Regions from separate parts of the Danio rerio genome. Here region 1 is linked to region 2. Evidence: chromatin contacts called from public Hi-C data. All regions are on one chromosome and are shown on one strand. Each heading gives the region's core, a stretch centred on a gene start, on an enhancer-like site or on the middle of the called end of the contact. The rest is flanking DNA. Distances are from core to core; before and after follow the strand shown.

What was found. Hi-C and Micro-C count contacts between places; a contact is called where the count stands out from the background.
Region 1: a Hi-C map of hematopoietic stem cells shows a contact between it and region 2, with 3 times the contacts expected there. The contact joins the promoter of gabpa here to the promoter of tfdp1a in region 2. A contact is called at or near these places in 2 of 18 Hi-C or Micro-C datasets (caudal fin and hematopoietic stem cells) and 2 of 4 datasets of contacts at active chromatin or transcription factors (embryo and gastrula embryo).

What each region holds. Positions count from the first base shown.
Region 1 is chr9:36,703,764-36,708,070 of GRCz12tu, forward strand. gabpa (GA binding protein transcription factor subunit alpha) reads left to right here and starts at 3,015. Exons shown (of 10, transcript NM_131587.2): 1 at 3,015-3,157.
Region 2 is chr9:36,641,103-36,645,020 of GRCz12tu, forward strand. tfdp1a (transcription factor Dp-1, a) reads left to right here and starts at 2,086. Exons shown (of 12, transcript NM_213492.2): 1 at 2,086-2,173.

The DNA.
Region 1 (4,307 bases), core at 1,765-4,264, 64 kb after region 2:
GTCGATCCCAATTGTAAGAGCAATAAATAATAACTTGACTTCTAGTAGATAATTTGGAAAAGTGACATTAGGTAGATTTTTCTGATAATTCATATGTTGAACTGCATCCCAATCATTAGAAATAAGGCAGAAGAAATATTGGACCCAACATGGACCCAAGATTCTCACAGAAATCTGTCAAGTTTGGTGAAGGAAAAATAATGGTTTGGAGTAACATTCAGTATGGGGGTGTGCAAGAGATCTGGAGAGTGGATGGCAACATCAACAGCCTGAGGTATTACGACATTTGTGCTGCCCATTACATTACAAACCACAGGAGAGGGCAAATTCTTCAGCAGGATAGCGCTCCTTCTCATACATCAGCCTTTACATCAAAGTTCCTGAAAACAAAAAAGGGCAAAGTGCTCCAGGATTGGCTAGCCCAGTCACCAGTTGTAAATATTATTGAGCATGTCTAGGATGAAGAAGGCATTGAAGATGAATCCAAAGAATTTTTATGAACTCTAGGAGTCCTGCAGGAACGCTTTCTTTGCCATTACAGATGACTTTATTAATAAGTTATTTGAGACATTGCAGAGATGTATGGATGCAGTCATCCAAGCTCTTACACAATATTAATTCATTTTCTACTGCACCATGACTTTATATTCTATACTGTACATTATCTCTGTTAAGTGACAAGACTTTTGTCTAAGCCAGGGGTCACCAATCTCGGTCCTGGAGGGCTGGTGTCCCTGCAGAGTTTAGCTCCAACTTGCCTCAACACACCTGCCTGGATGATTCAAGTATACCTAGTAAGAACTTGATTAGCTTGTTCAGGTGTGTTTGATTAGGGTTGGAGCTAAAATCTGCAGGACACCGGCCCTCCAGGAACAAGTTTGGTGACCCCTGGTCTAAGCAATGTCAGATCTTACTGTCCTAATTAAATACTTAAAAATCAGTAAAACAAGTGTAATCTAGAGGCCTTTGCCTTTCATATAAACCCTTCTAATCCCAAATGATCAACTAGAAGTCAAGGTATCGTTTGTTGTTCCTAAAGCTAGGATTGGCAACAAGACATATCCAAAAATTCCCTCTGTAATCTTTGAGACAAAATCAAATCCCTTTGTCGCATCATCAGCAGCATGTGTCTGAAAAGCTTAGGTGCTGCCTCCAGACAGTGCAGAATACAAACAAAACAATACACTATTAACTCTTCAACTGCCCCACCAATTAAAGATAAATGTTTGAATTGCATTTCTGAACTCATAATGTCTCTAGTTAACACACTCAATACATTTTTTTCAACACATCTTAAAGTAAAAAATATCAACCTCTACCTAATGGTTGATACTGTATATCAGTTTATGGTAAAAGTACCGGACTTAATACACATGTAAAATATGTGAAAAATATGTCTGAGAGCAATTTATTTAAAAATAAAACATTTTTGAATACTAAATCATATTTGTTTTTTGAAGCCATAAAATATATCAGATTCTCATTTACACTTTTTTTTTTATTTTTGCAACAGGATTATGTTTGTTTGATTTTCTTGTAAACCAGCATTTTGTGTGTAAAACCATTATTTTAAAACAGTCATTTTTAAATGACTTTAACAGTCATTATTTAAAAAAAAAGTCAAAATATGGTCAACCATTTGGTAGAGCAGGCAGTTAAAGGGTAAACAACGCTGACAATAAATACGTAAAAGACAATTAATACCTGGAAGACAATAAAGAAGTTAAAAAGACATGTGTTACACATTTAATGTGGACAAAAACAAACAAGTACACAGTCAAAGGGTTGAGCACATTTGACTGTCGGTGGGTAATTGTTGTAATCAGTATTGTTTTTAGTGTACCTGCACTCTCAGAAATAAAGTATGCGAGCTGTCACTAGGGTGGGTACCTTTTGGAAAGGTACAAATCTGTACCTAAAAGGATCATATTAATACCTCAGTGTACATATTAGTACCTAAAAAGTACAAAAGGGTTCCTCTTGTTTTTAGGTACTTAGACGCAAACAAAATACAATTATTGCATAATTTAATAAACAATATTAATACTTTTTGTTAACTTCAAGAAAATCAGTAACTTGGAGAGATCCAAACGGCTGGATTTACGGCATGTTTATTCAAAATTTTCTGCTGAAATGCATGAAGGTAATCAACTGTTTATATGGGAGAGTAGAAAATCTACCAAAGAAACGGGAGTCCACCGTCAGATTTGAGTTTTAGCAGTTGATGATGTGCGCTCTGAACATTTTAATCACACCGGTGTGAACGTACGCTTCAGGAATCAGCCAAGGCTAATCACATCGGTGTGATCGTACGAGTGAAACAGTTAAATGACCTCATGGATAAGTGTGTTGCAAAACTTGTGCAAATATATCCATATCACTACTGTCAGATGCTTTCTGAACTGCAGTTTTCTCACTGCTGTCATTTTTTAATTAGGATATCACATTAAATAACATATTTACAATAGTTTTTTTTGCTTTTAATCAAAGAAAATACTCAGCCTTAAATATACTAAGGCATTCATTCACAGAATAAGCAGTGAGTTACTGGCTGCAGTATTATACTTTTGAGGTACCGATATGGACCCTTTAAGTACAAATGTTCACATACCTTTATTTCTGAGAGTGTGTAGGGTTTGTTAAAAAAAGATTAAAATAGAAGAATTTATAATCTGACTTCTTCCAATTGTGATAAAAATACAAGCAAATTAGCATAAAATAAAGCCCCAGTGACACATTTTCATTGTTTTAGAAAACAAATACAAAACAATTCTTGATAACGATAAGTTTTGTTCTATACGTTGAGAACTAAAACATTTACTCTATTCACTGACAGTGTCTCGCCTTAAAGAAAACGTAAAACCTGACACATTCTGTTGTCTTTTGTTGGCATTTTTGTGGCACAATTAACAAACATATACTCAGATACTGTTTAATCCCCGTGCATGAAGAGGATGAGGAGTCCCGAGTGGGGTGTTCGTGTTGCTGTCAGTGGGCAGCGAGGCCTCCAGCTCATCCCCGCCCCCAATGCAATGTTGACCAAAAACCAGCATGAACATTCAGTCAACTTATTAGCACACACACTAAACTAAAGCCCTGACATCCAGCTTTAGCCCGCTAAAACTCCAACACAGCACTTACTCGCCGGGATAAAGAGGTAAGTTTGGTAGAAAGGATAATATTGAGGAGATAAAGGCGAACAGAATGTGTGTTCAATGCGTGTGAGGTTATAAGCGTGTCAGTTTTCCCGCTTTCTGCGCGAGCTAGCTGTTAGCATCCTGAGGGGAAACAGAGCTAGCCGGAGTGCTAACAGAAGTGACAATAACCCAGCCCTCTCACGTCCGACGACCAGACGGTAAAGATACTTGCAGAGTTTATTGTGGATTGTTTATAACGCATCTATTTTATCGAGAGATGTGATTAACCTTTATAACTCGATCGCACGACTTTTCGTAAAAGTTAGCGCGAGCTGTTTGCTCGAGCAGATCTTCAGTTCAGCCAGGCGTGTCTCTCTCTGTCTTTCGTCAGCTTAAGCTAATCAGCTAACAAAGACGCCAGGAATACATATATACTTCATCCATAACTGTACCTTCCGTTGATAATACATCCCGCACGAATCGCATAATTAAACACCGTGATGTTTCCGTCCGTTTCTTCAGTCGCACGGCTGTTTTCGGAAGTCTGTCAGCCGCCGTGACTTCGGCCAGGATTTCCGGCTGCTTTTACATCTGCCCTTCTCTTGTTTTGTTTCCGTTTCTTCCATTTCCGTTTTAACTTTCCAGAATCAAAAGTCTTGATGTGTAGCTAGCCCTGAAAGTTTCAGAAGTTGTAAAAAGTCGTCTTTTACGCCCGGTTTTGCGGTTATATTACGAAACCCAAAAGCATTCCAACATGGCAACTGCGTTTGTATCGATTCGCGCGTCGTCTTCCCACCCAGTCGCTGGTGGAAATTACATTAGCGAAATATTACGTTTAAAGCTACACACCCAAATAATAAACGGGTTGACCGAATGGATAGCATATTTAATAAATATGTGCGTCCCTTGTGTTTAATAAAAGTGATAACGTGCGGTAAATCACAAATTGGGCCTGTGCTCAAGCAAAGCCTCGGTGTTGCCTGAGAGTTTTCAGGACTTCAGAGACAGCTTGAGTGCGTTAACTTCACTAATTACTGCACCTGGGACACACTTTGATGTTTTATATAAGTTTGTGTCTGTTAAAATGTTAGAAAATATGTAAATTTATGGTTTTATTTTTTTGAATATTCGTATAGTTCATATGGTAACACTTTACTGGATACTTTTGTT
Region 2 (3,918 bases), core at 836-3,335:
AACACTTTATTCATTTAGTCCTTTGTTCGTTTATATTTTTGTTACTTTCTTCATTAGGTCCTTTGTTCTGTTCTTCCTTTATTCATTTGTTCATTTCCACCTTCCTTCATTCCTCCCTTCATTTGTTCGCTCATTCATTAATTCTTTTGTTCATAATTTTTCCTGATTCTTTCTTTAGGTCCTTTGTTCATTCATTTGTTTGTTCTTTCCTTCCCTCTTTCCTTCTTTTCCTTCCTTAGTTTGTTCAGTCCTTCCTTGAATTCTTCCTTCATTTTTTTAGTCTTTTCTTCCTTCATTAGTTCAGTCCTTCCTTTGTTCAGTTCGTCCTTCCATTTTTTATTCGTTCCATTTAGCGATTGTTTAAAGCTGTTTGGTGATTTCAGTCATCATACAGACGACATTCTTTTTTATTAAAGTTGACATTTATTTTCTCATCAGTGATGCCCAGTGTATTAAAAGTCTGTGCGTCAATGTGGGTAAATATTTTGAACATCTTCTGGGACATTTTTAATGCTTCCAAAGGGTTTGCTGCATTTAGAAAACGCCCACGTGTTGATGTTGTTCATTATTATGCGATTTACTTTCTATGTGTGATTTAATTGGACAAGAATCACAGAACTATTTTTTTCTACTTTAGCCAATTCCCATGGACAAGAAAGAAATAAAGTAGTGACTGCAGGTTGAAGCAAAGAAGTAAAAGTACCGATACTGCACTAAAAATGTACTCAAGGGACAGTAAAAGTACACATTTATAAAACTTCTTGGTAAATTACAATTTCTGAGAAAAATTACTCAATTTTCAGTAATTTGAGTATTTGTAATTAGTTACTTTACACCACTGCTACCTAACTGTGTTTATGTACTCTGTTTAGGTAAGAATTCGACATTTATAAATGTACAGCAGGGGTGCTCAAACTTGGTCCTGGAGGGCCGGTGTCCTGCATAGTTTAGCTCCAACTTTCCTTAACCCACCTGCCTGGAAGTTTCTAGTATACCTAGAAAGAGCTTGATTAGCTAGTTCAGGTGTGTTTAATTGGGGTTACACCTAAAAAATGGAGGAAACCGTCCCTCAAGGACCGGGTTTGGGCACCCTTGATGTACAGTATTTAATTCAAATAACTTCTTCAAATATACCCACCCAGAGACCTGAAAATGATAGTGACACTAAATGGTGACACCCTTTTTGAACACTTCTCCATTAGTTATCTGTATAAAACATACTGTATACAGTCCTGTCTGTGGGGGCAGCATGAATACTGATAAACATGTTACAGTCCTAAAACCAAAATGTGACCTAATGACTTAAAGTTTCAATTTTATATTTTATATAATGAGCAAATAAAATAGTCTAATTTATTATTTTGCTGATTTGTACATTATGATTTGTACTTCATAAATATTGACTTGTGCATAATACTAAACGCCTCTAAACGTATTTTATGTTGTTTTTTATACATCTTTTCTCAATTATTTAAAATGAAAACACAATTTATTAATCGTAACTTGGCTAACAAGCCAACAAATACACTTAAAGAGCTAAGAAAGAGTTTACCTTTTCCTTTTCATTTCCTAAATACAGTTAAATGGATACCAGTGCACTATTTTGCACCACAAACCTGTAATAAATTGATATGGTGTCTGTATCTAAGCTTAGGTTCAAATGTTTAGTACTTTTACAGTACTGAGATCTAAATAAATAAACAGGATGACTACCGTGCAAAGGGGAAGCGGTCTAATTGAAAATATAACCCGAGAAAGTGATATGAAAGCGGTAATTAGACATTTATACACTGGTAACAGATGTTCTTATTGTATTGGGTGGTATTAATAAACATATATTAGACATTTAATACACATGAACCATTTTTTATTCTCTTTATTTACATATATACCTACGCACGCTCCACCCTCAGACGCAGTGGGTGGAATCCAGTATAATCAACCAATGAGAACATGTCAACACAGCTTTTGTAGCGCTCCGTCTAATCAGAATTTAGCGCGGGCGTGTCTTTTGTAATACGTTTTTTCGACGTCACGAGCATCATCGTCCAATCGGGTTTCCCGTGGCGTCGACACCGCCAAGCTCAGTTTTACAGACCTAGAGAGGGAGCAGGTTCTACTGTGCGCTCCTATTCATTCTACGCTAGACAGTTGAAGGCGGATGCAACCGACCGTAAGTGAGACCAGGGGGGGCTCCGAGTCCACACAGACAGCTTTGAGCGATGTTTTCCGTTTTTATATATCACCAGTGCATAAAGAAGCTGTCTTTTATCTGCGCTTGTAATAATTTAACACAAAATAAGTGCGTTTGACAGCAAACTCGTTCTAAAACAACAGCGTGCGACTGTATGCAGTTGTACATCTGCTATCTGAGGCCGTTAGTCTGTTAACCATCAGTCCTGATTCATTATCATATAGGTGAAATATTAAAACTGTCTGTCTCAGATGGCTTGTGTTAGCCAACATGCTAAGCCATGTCAAGTGTTTCTGTCAGTGTAGTGCAATAGAAAATCGTCCCTGATCTTTACCGATCGTACAAAAAAGCATTGGCAGGCAAAACTGGACGTGTAATAAACAATAGTAAGGGGATCGTAGATTGATTATGATAAAGCTGTCGAGATGACCTCGATTTGAGTGGAAGTTAGCTTGACGTTACTAGCTCGCCTGGTCGCTAGCTTAACAGTTTTATTTTAATTCGCTTTAAAGCGTGTTTTAAAGACTTTTGAAACTAAAGAAACAGTTGTTATTGTTACTATCGCATAAGCACGAGGATTTTGTTCAATTAATAAGTAGTTTTTGACGACAGAAGGACCTGTCACCTCAGCTAGCATCACTGCATGTTGGCTTTGCTTTAGCAACCATGTAAAATGGCTGCCAGGCATTAAACCAAAACCATCCTGTTTGTTCAATTAGTTCATGAATGTTTGCAAATAATTATGTCCCATTATGAACGGCTATTTTCCGTTTTTAGAGTATAATCGGTTGTTTAACTTGTGTTGCTGTTGAAGCCAACGAATTCTGTGACCCTCCAGCTGAATAGGTGTTGTGACTGTCAACTGTGTTGCTTAATAATGTGGCCGTTTATATACATATATTTGCTTAAGATTATTCTTTATTAAACTCTATATAATATATATTGATAATTTTAGTTCTTTTATTTGGAATTATTTATAGGGATTTACAGTTTGCATGCGTCTTGTATGTGCATGCTTAAAACATCCGCATCCATTTTGAGGTTTATGAATGTGCCATGATCTAACAATCAAACATCTCCCAAGTGCAAGCTCGTTTCAAAAGCACGCTCATTCACCGCACATGGGTTTTTATTTTTCATATTATTTGATTTATTTTTGTTTCCTGTTTGAGAGATGGGCTTCAGACCTCCTCTTCCTCTGTCCTCTTGCTAACTGGCTATGCCAACAAAAACAGCACCTAAGAAGGCAAAGGGCTTCAGGACTGTAAGTTCAGAGGAAAGTTTACAGACTTCATTTCCAGATGGCCATTTAAGTCCGATTCGTTTGCAAAACGGTACGAGCACATGCACAATACCCGATCTGCTCGCATTTAAACACGAGAAGCACGTTTTGATCACAATTAGGACCAGGGTTCGTTGCAAAACGTGTTTGAAAGGCTGCTAGCTAACTGGGCTAACACGCTTTATAATAGTGCACACTGCTTCGATTGTGCATTATGTTTGGAGCGGAAAAAGTAAACGAATGAAGCAGATTATCGTTCTGCTTGATGCGTTTACACGCTTTTTTATTACTTGAGACACTTGATATTTTTGTATTTAAGGGCCCTTTCCTTTTGCAAGAAAAGTTACTCAAAACGACAGGAACTGTTGCATATGGATGTTTTTCAGGATATTGCACGAGGGGTTTGGGTGTAGGAGTTCGAGATTTGATGTTAAAGAGATGA